2 separate regions of the Anser cygnoides genome follow, and region 1 is linked to region 2. A link is a contact called in public Hi-C data. All regions are on one chromosome and are shown on one strand. Each heading gives the region's core, a stretch centred on a gene start, on an enhancer-like site or on the middle of the called end of the contact. The rest is flanking DNA. Distances are from core to core; before and after follow the strand shown.

Region 1 (5,605 bases), core at 2,229-4,728, 71 kb before region 2:
TATCTCTGTGCACTCAGAAATACGCCACATGGCTCTTCTGTAAGTGGAGAAGATAAGAGGCTATACCAGCATGAATTCTCTTTAATAAGATTACGCTATGATAATAGGCTACTGGAATAATTCAGCGCCTAATGATTTTGTTCTTTCTTGCTTCCCCGTGATCAAGGGCAATATACATTAAAGTTGCAGAGGCTTTTTTAATTATGCAGGAGTAAGTGTATATTTTATATAACAGCCTTAATGATTCAAAGGGAATTCTTGGTTTTGTGGGAAACTCTGGTTTGGTGTTGCCACTTTCAGAGCTCCGTGTGTGTAAGCACAGGCAGGCATATGGTCTGCTTGCTGCAGTGTCCTGGCGGTGTTTTTTGTGGGAAAAATCCAAGTGGTGAAACACAACGCAGCCGGCCGAGCTGCCTGGAAGGGGATCAAACTTGTAATACTTTAATCTGATTAAAAAATATATTTAAAATTGTAAATGATTTCTTCACGAGGAGTTGCCTAACGTCAGGCATTCAGATGAGGAAACGCTGGCTCGGCTCCCCCGGGGCCTCAGTTTCCCCTTCGGAAAAACAAATGAAGGAGCTGTTGGGACTTCGAACCTGCCCGAGCGAATAGCCCCCCCGCTTTGTACCACAGCACGGGAGTGCTGGGGGGATTTCGTTCCCTAATGTTTGCAGAGCTCTCTAAGATCTTTAAAGGAAGAGTGCAAGGTGTTATTTTGACGTTCCCCCCCCCCCCCCCGATTCCTGGGGGCAGCACTGGGTGACTGCCGTCCCCTGGGTTGTCTCCAGTCGTGGGCGAGCAGAGCTGCAGCTGAGAGCTTTCCTCTCTCCTCGGTGGGTCTTTTTTTTGCCCTTCGGTGCTACCTGAACCTTCCCTGCTGCGTGTCAGCCCCCCTCGGGTCACCGCTTTTCCAACGTGGCTCCATTCGGCCTGAACGATGGCTCCTCAGCACAGTGCCTGGCTCGAGCAGGGCGGGCGGGTGCTGGGCGCCGCCGACCTGCCCGACAGAGCCGGATGTCGCCGCGCAATTAGTGGATGGCTCGCGCGGGCTGGAGTGGAAGGAAGCAGAGCTCTGTGCTCAGAGACATTTGAGGTTTCCTTGTTTGTTTCCTCCGAAAAGGCTTCTCGCGGAGCTTGACGTGTCCCCCCCCAGTCACGTCTTTGTGCCTTCAACAGCATGATTTGACTACACACCAGTTGGTGAATCGCAGACAACATTTTTCCCTGCTTCAAGGGCCTCTCCAGGTCCACGTGGAGAGGTGTCCAAGCACCTTATGAAGGCTTGGAGCCATATGAAGGGATTTTCAGCAGGTGGTGTTCGCCCCAGGATGGTTTGGTCTCAGACCGCTCTCCACTGCTGGTACCTGCCGTTGTGCTGGGGATGCTGGTGGGGCACTCAGTGCAGGTGGGATTTATTTGGGGGCTGGGGACTGGGGGAGGGCAGGTGCCTTTCACGCACCACCTCGTGCCTGCTGGAAGGGTTGTATAACCCCGCGCTGGGAAAGTCATTAGCTGCCCGAGCTCTGCCTGCACGAGGTCTCTCACTGCCTTCCCGGCAGATGGGAAACAGGAGCAGAAATCTTCCAGCTGGACGAGGCAGCGGAATCGGAGGGTCTGGGGAACGGGATGGGAGCGGGTGAGTTGTCCTCTCTGCACGGTGCTGGTGGCAAAAGCCTTCCTCTGCTGCCCTTCACCCGCCTGGGAGCAGCACAGTTCAACGAGTGCGTCCTTCAGCCGCTCCTCTGCTGTGGACTCCAAGCTGAACCCGCCGGTCAGGGGCTGGCTTTTCGTTTGGAGCTTATCTGGAAAGCTAAACCAGAGCCCAGATGGCTTCGAAACGCCCCGCGAGGTCCAACCCGAGTGCGGCTCTTGCCATGCACATTCCTGTGCTCTTTCAGCGGGCTGGGGCTGCCCTGCCAAGTGTGATTTCAGAGGAAGCGTGGAAGGAAAGTCCAGCCCCTCTCTCGTCCTTTCTTCAGAGGACTTGTGGTGCCTTTGCAGTGGGCAGAACAGCCGAGAGAAAGGGCTGTCACAGAGCTCCTCCACGTCCTAGGCTGTGTCCTCTTCCTCCATGACTCACCCACGGAGGAAAATAAGAGACTTTTAGCACAAAGAGGACAAAACAGCAGAAGCTGGCTCTCCAGAGCTGTTCCTCCCCTCTCTACGATCGTTTGTTTGCAGATCTGCAGGCACGTTTCATTTCCAGCCCGGAGGTTTAATCCCCGCGAGCCCCAGCGACCTGAATTATTTCAGCACCAAAGGTGCATGCGTTTCACAAGCGGAATACTTTGTACGTATATACATATTCAGTGCCCGCAGGTGAGCCGAAAACCACGCGAATTGGAATCTTAAAATATTTCCTGAAGTTTGTCAGGAGGGGTGGGTGCTCGAGGCTTGCAGGATTTGCCTCCCGAGCTGTAAAACTGCCCGAGGAGCCAAACCTCTCCCGACAAGGCGATGCCTCTGCTGCTGGCTACGTCGCCGCAGCCCAGGGAGGTGAGGAATTCAAAGGTGGCTTTCCAAAATGCACGACAAGCCTTCATCTTGACACCTGGCGTGGTGCTCTGAGCCATCCCATGCGTGCTCCGAGCGAACGCCGAGCCGCCGGCAGCCCTGGCCACTTCCTTCTCCTGCAGTTTACTCGCTGCAAAGCATGGCTTCGAATTCAAGCCAGGCTATTAGTCTTGGCCCCTGTTGCTAGCGTTTTGGTTTGGGGTTTTCTTTCTTTTTTTTTTAAGTCCCTTTAAAATATCTGGAGAGATGCTGTCAAGGTTAATTTGTTTGCGATGGAGGAAACGCTTTCACATGGTGGCTAAATGTTGTTGGAAAAGGGCACGATTAATAGGCGCTCACTTCGTCCCGATTAAACTGGCAGCTGGGAGATATCGATCAGCATGTTCACAGCAAACTATCCACCTCTAATTTGCACGGTAAACAAGCACGGGACTCCAGTTCCCTTAACCCTTCCCATGGCGGTGGCAGCCTCATGTCCTTGGGAAGGAGTTCAGTGCCCGGGGCAGCCCCAGCCGGGGGCCTCGGCGTCCTGCACTCAGCCACCACCCACGTGGTGGGCTTGAAGCAGGTGAGAGTGTTTCATATAGCCCCAAAATACTGCCCACTGGGTCATCAGTGACTGCTGTTAATGCTTATTCAGAGCTTAGCAGCTACGTAGAGAGCAATTCTGTGCTTAATTTTGCAATCGTCCCGTGTCTGGGGCTTTGCTTCCTAAGGTGACCGTCACAGCAGAGGCTGGGGTGCCTCTCGCAGGGGAGAGGAGCAGGGAGCTGTGCCTCCAGCAGGAGCTGCCTGCCCGTGGTCTCAAAGCACAGTTAAGACAGAGCAAAGGCCAGGAGATGAAAAAGAAGCCTCCTGGCTGGCCGCAGAGCTCCCAGCGTGCCTGCACACCTCGCGCCTCGTGCCGTGCCCTGCGCTGCACGGTTAGGGAACGGCCGCACAGGTGCCTTCGGTCTGGCACTCGGGGAATTTTGGACGCGTTCCCAGGTTTGCTGTATTTAACAGCTCTGCTGCTGCCGCTTCCACCGCTGCCGGTCATTTTCCCACCCATCCTTTTTTTCTTCTGACGTTTGCTTTCTGGGGACAGGCAGCAGGAGAAAGCACCCGAGCCTCCCAGCCCACCTGTTTGATCGCGCTTTGACCCTCCGAGCAACAAACCAGTTCTGAGGCTGCCAGGAGGAGGGAGGAGGATCGACCGGCCCGACTTTCCAGCCCAGGTGCTTTGTTACTCTCACCAAACACATGTTCCACATTAGAGGCCGTGCATTCTCAGTGCAGACGCTGCCAGGGTGTTGCCAAACAAAACAAATTGCTCTGGGTTGGACCTGGCTTAGATATTCATAAGGTCACCGTGTTTTTGGACCTCTGGCTGCTTCACTACGGTTGGGTTTCTGGTTGTTTTTTTTCCTACCGTGCCCGAGTTAACACAGACCAGGTCTGGAAATACCCAGAGCTCTTTTTCAGCCTCTCGGGGAACAAGTGAGGCTCGAGTGGACATGCGTTAACTTGACAGGGCACAGGAACAGAGCAGCTTTCCGGAGGGCACCAAGCGCCGCGCAGCCTTGCCCAGGTTTTTGGGCCAAGGGCTTTGTAAAGCAGCTCTTTCCCAAGCCATTCTTCACAGTGGCATCTCGTGTCACGTTTGTTTTTCTGAAAAGAGGGGCTATTTTTACATTGCCAGACTTCCTGTGAGGTTTCAAACTCCGGCATTTCAGCCTTTTCACAGAAAGGCTGGGAGGGGGGGGTTACAGAAGGCTGACATTAATGACAGCAGCACCAGCTCTTCGTGCCTGCTCCGTTGGGATCGCAGCGGCCGTACAAACGGCAAACCTGCACGGAATTAATTCCTCCCGGTGGATCTCGGTGCTGATCCCCTGCACGGTGCTTCGGGAAGAGACGGGTGTTTACTTCGTGAATCTCAGATGACAAACTTATTTTTCCACGGGGCGAGCGGGAGGCACGGAGGGGAAGTGACCTCCCCGGTACCTCCGGTAGCCAGAAATAGCAGCTGGCTGCCCCGCTGCCTCCTCATCCTCCTTGCTCCGCTTCTCCTCCTGGTGCCGCAGCCCCGCTCGCCCCAGATGCGATGTGACGAGGGCTCCTCACCCCCACCAGGTGCCCACACAGAGATATTGCTGCAGATGTTCCTCCTCGTGGCACGTCTTGCCTGGATGTCCGTTGTACGTTAGAATTTTAGGCTCTGTTCATCACCGTCCTTGGGCAAACAGGCTCCGGCTTCCTGTTTTCCTCATTGCCCTGATTTCTCCAAGTATTCTCCCGTAGGTGCTTCCCCACAACAGCTGGCTTCCAGCCTGCGCTCGCGTCCTTTGCGAGTGCCGTTGGGTGGCGTCTCCCCAGGATGCCGATGGTCCCGTACGAAGCGTGCTGCCCCTGACCCCGGGCTCGCAGCCAAGCTTAGGAAACAAGGGTGCTCCAGCAGCAAAGGAGCTCCGGAGCAGTGGCAGGTGAAGCCTATCTGCCGGAGGTGAGGGGAGTTAACCTGTTTAACAGCTGGGGGAAGAGGCGTAAATCAAAAGTCTTGCGGAAGCAGCAGGGGTCTGCTTGTAGCGTGAGTGCTGCTGTTCTCTTTTTCACATGGCAGGGAGAGTCCTCGCCTCTGATGGCACGACCAGGCTCTGGTGTGCTTTCTGCACGCCCTCAGCTTGGTGGCTTTGCTCCGTTTTTTTCTGGACACACCCTCAAGTCACAGAAGTCACCCCGTTGGCAGGCGTTCCTTCTGCCGTTCCCTAGGGGGACTTGACTTCTGCAAGCGATACTTCAGCGTATTTGCAGTTGAATTTTCTTCATTCCAGCCCGGACATGTATGGCTTTTCTTTGCTGGCTGTGCAGGCACCGAGCCCACTCGTAGCTGACCGCAGCGCTGTTTCGCCTTGCAGAACTCTCCCGAGGCCCACGGAGATGCCCGGGTGAGCAGTGGGTGTGTTGGCAGGCCCTTTTCACACCTTTTGCTTGTCTTTACCTCTGAGCGCAGGGCCAGGGTTGAGCAAGAGGTTGTTTTTTTTCCATAACCTCTGCTAAATCTTGGTCCTCCCTTCCATATGCTGCCTTACTGGTCCCAACAGCCATC
Region 2 (5,577 bases), core at 1,400-3,899:
GAGGGGGTCCCACGGGGCGGCCGCTCATCGGCCCCCCGCCAAACAAGCTGCCTACCGACCAGCGGAGGAGCAGCAGGGCCGAAAACCCCCTTCTCTTCGCCCCGTTAGTTTAAATTTAGCTTGAGGAGCAGGCAGGCAGCCCTGGCGGTGGGGATGCCAGTGCCACAAACAGCCCCAAAGCAGTGACCGCGGCCCCGACCCGCAGCATCGCAGCTGGCACGTGTGGGACCCGCGGCAGGCGCGGCCCCCCCGCCTGTTTGCCTGCCGCTTCCCCACGCCGGCAGGCTTGCTTCCTCTTCCTCCACCTCCCTCTTTCAGGAGGGAAAGGAGCGAAAAGAAGCGTGATTAACTCAGCCGCAGGCGGCTTGGCCGAGGAGCGAGGCAGGAGCACCTACGTACACCCCACGAGAGCGGCGGGGTGAGCGCGGGGCCGGGGAGGAGGCTGGGCTGTGCCAGGGCTGCGAGCGTCCCGGCACCTCCGCCTGCTCCAGCCCCGCTGCTCCAGCGCCTGCCGTGCCCCAGCTCGTGGGGACCAGACCCGGCAAAGTGCTCCCGCGAGCCGTGTGACACCACGGGGGGACGGGAACACAGCCCGGATCGCGCCTTTCGGCCCGGGGTGTCCTCTTCTTTACCCGATTTTTTACAAGGACAGCGCGAAGCACGTCCACCCCGACGGGGACGGACAAAAACAGAAGCTCTGTACGTTACGAGAAGGGAAAATAGAACAGCCTCACGCCACACAACTGGTTCTTGAGAAATCAGAAGTGGACCGGCAGCCATAAAACGGACAAACTGCACAAACCCCCCCTCGTCCCCACTCCATCACCTCCCCTACCCACCCCCAGCACGGGTTCTACGCCGAAACACAGGGGTTTGGGCAAAAAGCTGCACGCCTCGTTCTGCCAGCACGCCTGCTGAAAGTGAAACAAGCCTTTGATAGTAGCAGGAATTAATTGCACATAATTAACTGCAGCAGATTTGGGGATTTATGTTGGTATACGTTCACCTATTTGCATGCGTGCACATTTACGCACACCTATTCATTAATTCATGCATCCAGAGTTGAAAGCCAGCCTAAATCAATGCCGGATCTGTCTCGCAGTCTGCTTGATCTCCACGTACAAGACTCTGCATCCCGTCCGCAGCAACGCGTTATGCCCTGCGCTGATTTACCCCGCTCCTACACGCGAAGGCAAACTTTTGGAGCCGGCAGGCTGGGCTCTCGCTGCTCGCCCTGCCAGCGGCCGGCCGCCCGCTGCAACAGGAGCCGGAGCCGCTCGCCGAGACCTTGGCCACGTGCGGCGCTCCCCGAGCCGCCCGTCCGTCCGTCCGTCCCTCCCTCCCTCCTCCGGGTCGATCCTGGAAGCACAGAGCCTGGACGCGGGGACCGAAGACCAAACGGCGGCCGGGCTGCGCGGGCCCCGCGGCGTGACACGTCCCCGGCCCTCCCGGGGAGGTGAGAAGGGCGCAGTCCCGCGGCCGACGGCTTCGGCTGGTTTCCTCTCGCCGCTTTTTCTCGCCGTCTTCCTCCTCGCTCTTGCCAAGCCTCGGTGCGTGTCCTAAGCGGCGTCGCGGGCTGGCCGAGGGGACCGTGCGTGACGCCGGGGGTGCTCAGCTGCCTCCGAGATGCCGGTGCCGCGCAGCCCATGGGATGCCGAGCAGGGCCGGGGCCGCCGGCGCGTGTGGGCAAGGAGGAGCTGCAGCAGGGATGCTCCTGAGCCTGCGGTGCCTCCGCAGCCTGCTTGCGAGCCGGGGCCACCTCGGCAGCCCGTGGGGGGAGCTTTACGCCGTGGCCGTCCACCCTGGCATCGCTCGGGGGACCCGAGGGGAAGGCAGCACGCACCGTTGCGGCCGGGGATCTCGTGGTGCCCGGCCGGGGATCTCGTGGTGCCCAGCCACCTGCACGCCAGGCCCGCTGTCGGGGCACAGCTCCTGGCTCAGGGCTGAGCGCCCCGGCTGCCCAGCGCCGGGGGACGGGGCTGTGCGGCTGCAGGATGGGTGCCCGCAGGCCTTACGGAGCGAGCCGAGTCCTGGGGGGGGGGATCCTGGGGGGCCCGGGGAGCCGGGGTGCGGGTCCCTGGGGTGCTGGAGCGGGGGTCCCGGAGCTTCGCCACCCGCCGAGGGGGACACACACGTGGTGGGGCGGGCGGGGGGGGGTTAATGAACAACCCTAATTAATTGAGGCGGGCGTGGGGAGCCGCAGAAGCCGGCCCTGCACACGCGGGGCTTACGAAGCCCCCCCCGGGCATCCCCAGCGCCGCGCCGCGGCCCCCGCCCGGCCGTGCCGCCGCCTTCCCCCGGGAGCCGAGGCTGCGGGCAGGGTCCCCCCGTGTCCCCCCCGGTCCCCTCGGTGTCCCCACGGTCCCCTCCAGGTGTCCCCCCCCCCCTCCCCCGCCGCCCCGCCCTTTGTGCGCCCCCCGGCCCGGCCCGGCTCTTACCGTGGCGGCGGCGCGGCCCGGCCGGGCCGGCTGTGGGCGCCGCTCCGAGCCGCGCTCCCTCCTGGCGGGGAGAGGAGGAGGAGGAGGAGGAGGAGGAGGAGGAGGAGGAGGAGGGAGGAAATGCGCTTGTCACTTCCTGAGCGGGGCCCGGCGCCGGCCGCCCAGGCAGGGCCCTGCCCGCACCTTGCGGGGGGCTCCGCGCCCGCCGCCCCCCGCTGCGGAGCCCGGGCCCGGGGCCATCCCCCGGGGGGGGGGGGGGGGGGGGGGAGCGGGCACAGCTCGGGCCCCGCTCCCCGCAGCGCCCCGGGAGCCCCGCACCGGCCCCGGCTGCCCCGGAGGCGGCCGAGGCTGCCTCCTGCTGGCGCCGCTCCTCCTCGGGGGAGAGGCGCTGGACAGCGCAGGGCCGGCGGAAAGCCGGGCTCACGGGGCTGCGGCCATCGGCAGCCCGCTGGGACGGGTCTGCCCGGCCTGGCCTGGCTCGGTTTGGTTTGTTTTGGCTCGGCTCGGTTCGGCTCAGCAGCCGGCCCTCGGGAGCAAGCCGCGCCGACATCTTCCCCCCATCCCCGGTGACACGCAGGCTTTGTGGAGAGGGAGCGAGGCCGCTGCCTGACAGCCCCAGGGAGGATGTGGGCCCCGTCGCGAAGCAGAGCCTCAATATTCCTCTTGATTGCACGCCGGCAGCCAGCACAGATCTTGTCGGGAAGGGGGATCGGGGCCTCGCGCCTACCAGCAGGACGTGGTGAGTGCCGAGGGCGAGGGGACGGGTACGCCTCCGAGGGCACGGCCACGGGCACCCGATAAGCATCAAGGAGAACTGTCGGTATTTGAGGTAATGAAGAAGAAAGGAGACGAGCAGAAGAAGCAGAAGAGAAGGGAGAAGCTTCCCTCAAGGCAGGTGGCTTGCCGCTCGGCACACACATCAGGAGCAGGAGGAAGGGATGGCGACACGAAGAGGCTTTTGCATCAGGCTCCTCCGTCCTCCTACGCCGCTCGCCTTCCTTATCGCCTGTTCAGACCGGTAACAAGGAAGATGAAGCTCCTTTGCCAGAACTTTGGGAATCGAGTTTGAAAATGGTTTTTATGTGATTCCCAGCTGAGCATTTCAGTACTTGCGCTCGCGGCATAATTGGATCCGTCCCTGCGGCAGCCTTGTGCAGCGCGGGGTTGGTCTCCAGGAACCAAGCAGAAGGTTGCTTTCTGGCTGCTTCCGCAGCTCGGTCCAAAACCAGCATTTTTTGCCTCTCATCTGCTGTGCTGTCAGGCAGATGAGCTGGCCGTGGGCTGCCAGCAGCGTGCCTCCGAGTGTAAACCTGCTTTCTACAGAGGTATTCTCAGGGACATTGTTTGGTAAATGTAAATGTAAAGCTGGCCACAGGTCCCTGCTGTGGTGACAGTCTAAGAGATCTTTGTCAAAAGGGGAAGAAATAGAAATCACTTTTAAGCTTTAAAGAACAGGGCCTGGGAGTTCAGGCACTGTGGATGGTAAATTCACACCATTTAACTCTGAGCTGATTTCATTTGCGGCTCTGGGTGTCAGTGCCTTTACTACCCACTGACTCGAAGCCTGATGTAGATGGAAGCTGTGGGTAGGAAAAAAGTGAATAATCCCTACGAGCCCCCTGAAGTTATATTGGGGCCCAAGGCACTGGAAGACGTAGGTACAGCAGCGCTACGTGTGGTGGACGAGCACCGCTCCCCTCTCTCCCGGGGTGGAGGATTTGGCTGCCTGGTGCCTGCGCACGGACGCCCACCCGCTGAAGGTCTGCAGCAACAGCAAATGGAGACCTGCAGAAGCCACGCTCTGGGTTCAGGAGACGTCCTGAAAGTCAGAGAACTTCAATAGAGGCAAGCAGAAGGATTTTAACAAATATCCCGTACCCAAGGAGCAAGCACGGCTCCGTAAGACAATCGGGATGTTCTAGCTCAGCGTGCCTGAGCGAGGAGAGCCGGTACCCTAAATACATGTAGACAGCACTGTGATATGGAGGGGAGTTCTTACCACATGTGGCATACGGTGGGATTTGCACCAAACCTAAAAATCCCTCTTTTATTTCCCAGGTTACTTGTGCACACACGCAACAGCTTGTGTGTGCCTGCGTGTCCGTGCTGCTCATGGAAGGTTTCAGTTCACAACCCTATCAACACTTCAAATTAATAAATGCCGATTCTTCCCATAAATAAATCAATCCAGATTCTTCTGCCTGACATGCGACACTATCCATGAGCAGCACTTGGCTGTTTGAGCGGCTGTGCCGAGGCTCGTTGCTGTTCTCTCACTGGTGTTTATTAGCTTTCCAGGCCAGGCTTAGGCACTTGCCGTTATCCAGAATTTATACGCTACCTTGCAGCTACGTTGTTTGCCTGACAGCACCCAGTTTAATTTCCAGTAACCCAGAAAATCCGCTCGTTTGAAGCTATACTGTTACCTAACTAATGGAAATTAAGCCAGGGGTTGGCTTTCCCCGTGTTTACGTCAAATAAAACACACCAGCGTTCCTCCCTTCCCTCCGCTGTCTCGAGGCTGTAGCACCTCATCCCCTTTCACGGAAAGCCCCAGCTGTCCGCGAGCTGTTCTCCAACCCAGCTGCTACCACCAGGGTGAGGTCACGCTCGACACACTTCCAGCCAAGCGATGCAGCGGAGCCATCCCCTCCGGAGGTGTCCGTGCCACTGGGACAGACAGAGGGGCAGGAACACGCTCAGCCCCAGCTTCCCCTCCTCTCAGCCCAGCGCAGGCAGCAAGCAGTGGGAACACCAAGGAGGCAGGTCTTAAGGCACAGCAGAGCCCCAGCCCGTTAATTTTCTATGTGCTCTCCACATATTTCACACGAGACGATCCGCTGTGCTAAAACGCTTACTGGGTCCGTACACTAAAGCAGTTATTGTTGTAGCGAGGCGTGTTCTCTACCTTTCAGTGTGCCAAGACTAGGAAAGCAATCCGAGCGCCAAAACACTGAAAATTTTGCTGTACGTTGCTGAATACCCTACTGGAAGTTTTTGTCTGGTATGAAATCACACAAGTTTTGGCAGTCTTTCACCAGGCACCCTGGAACCCAGCAGGACGGACACAGCAGAGGGGATGCACACGCGGATTTTCCTTACGACGGCTCCAGTGCTGCCAGTGCATTCCTGGAACACG

What was found. A called contact is a pair of places that touch in the nucleus more often than the background predicts.
Region 1: a Hi-C map of fetal liver shows a contact between it and region 2, with 1.6 times the contacts expected there. The contact joins the enhancer-like site here to the promoter of FAM53B in region 2. A contact is called at or near these places in 4 of 7 Hi-C or Micro-C datasets (fetal liver, granulosa cells and liver).

What each region holds. Positions count from the first base shown.
Region 1 is chr7:4,004,029-4,009,633 of Taihu_goose_T2T_genome, reverse strand. LHPP (phospholysine phosphohistidine inorganic pyrophosphate phosphatase) reads left to right here. Exons shown (of 9, transcript XR_010832731.1): 8 at 1-5,444. Among named protein-coding and RNA genes, the nearest start is that of LHPP, 64 kb to the left of the region's middle. Within about 2 kb of position 3,478, at least 2 of the 3 cell types and tissues checked have open chromatin away from gene starts, as enhancers often do. A contact at or near this core is called in fetal liver, where this site is marked.
Region 2 is chr7:3,932,119-3,937,695 of Taihu_goose_T2T_genome, reverse strand. It overlaps FAM53B (family with sequence similarity 53 member B), which reads right to left and starts at 2,649. Exons shown (of 6, transcript XM_067000351.1): 1 at 2,439-2,649.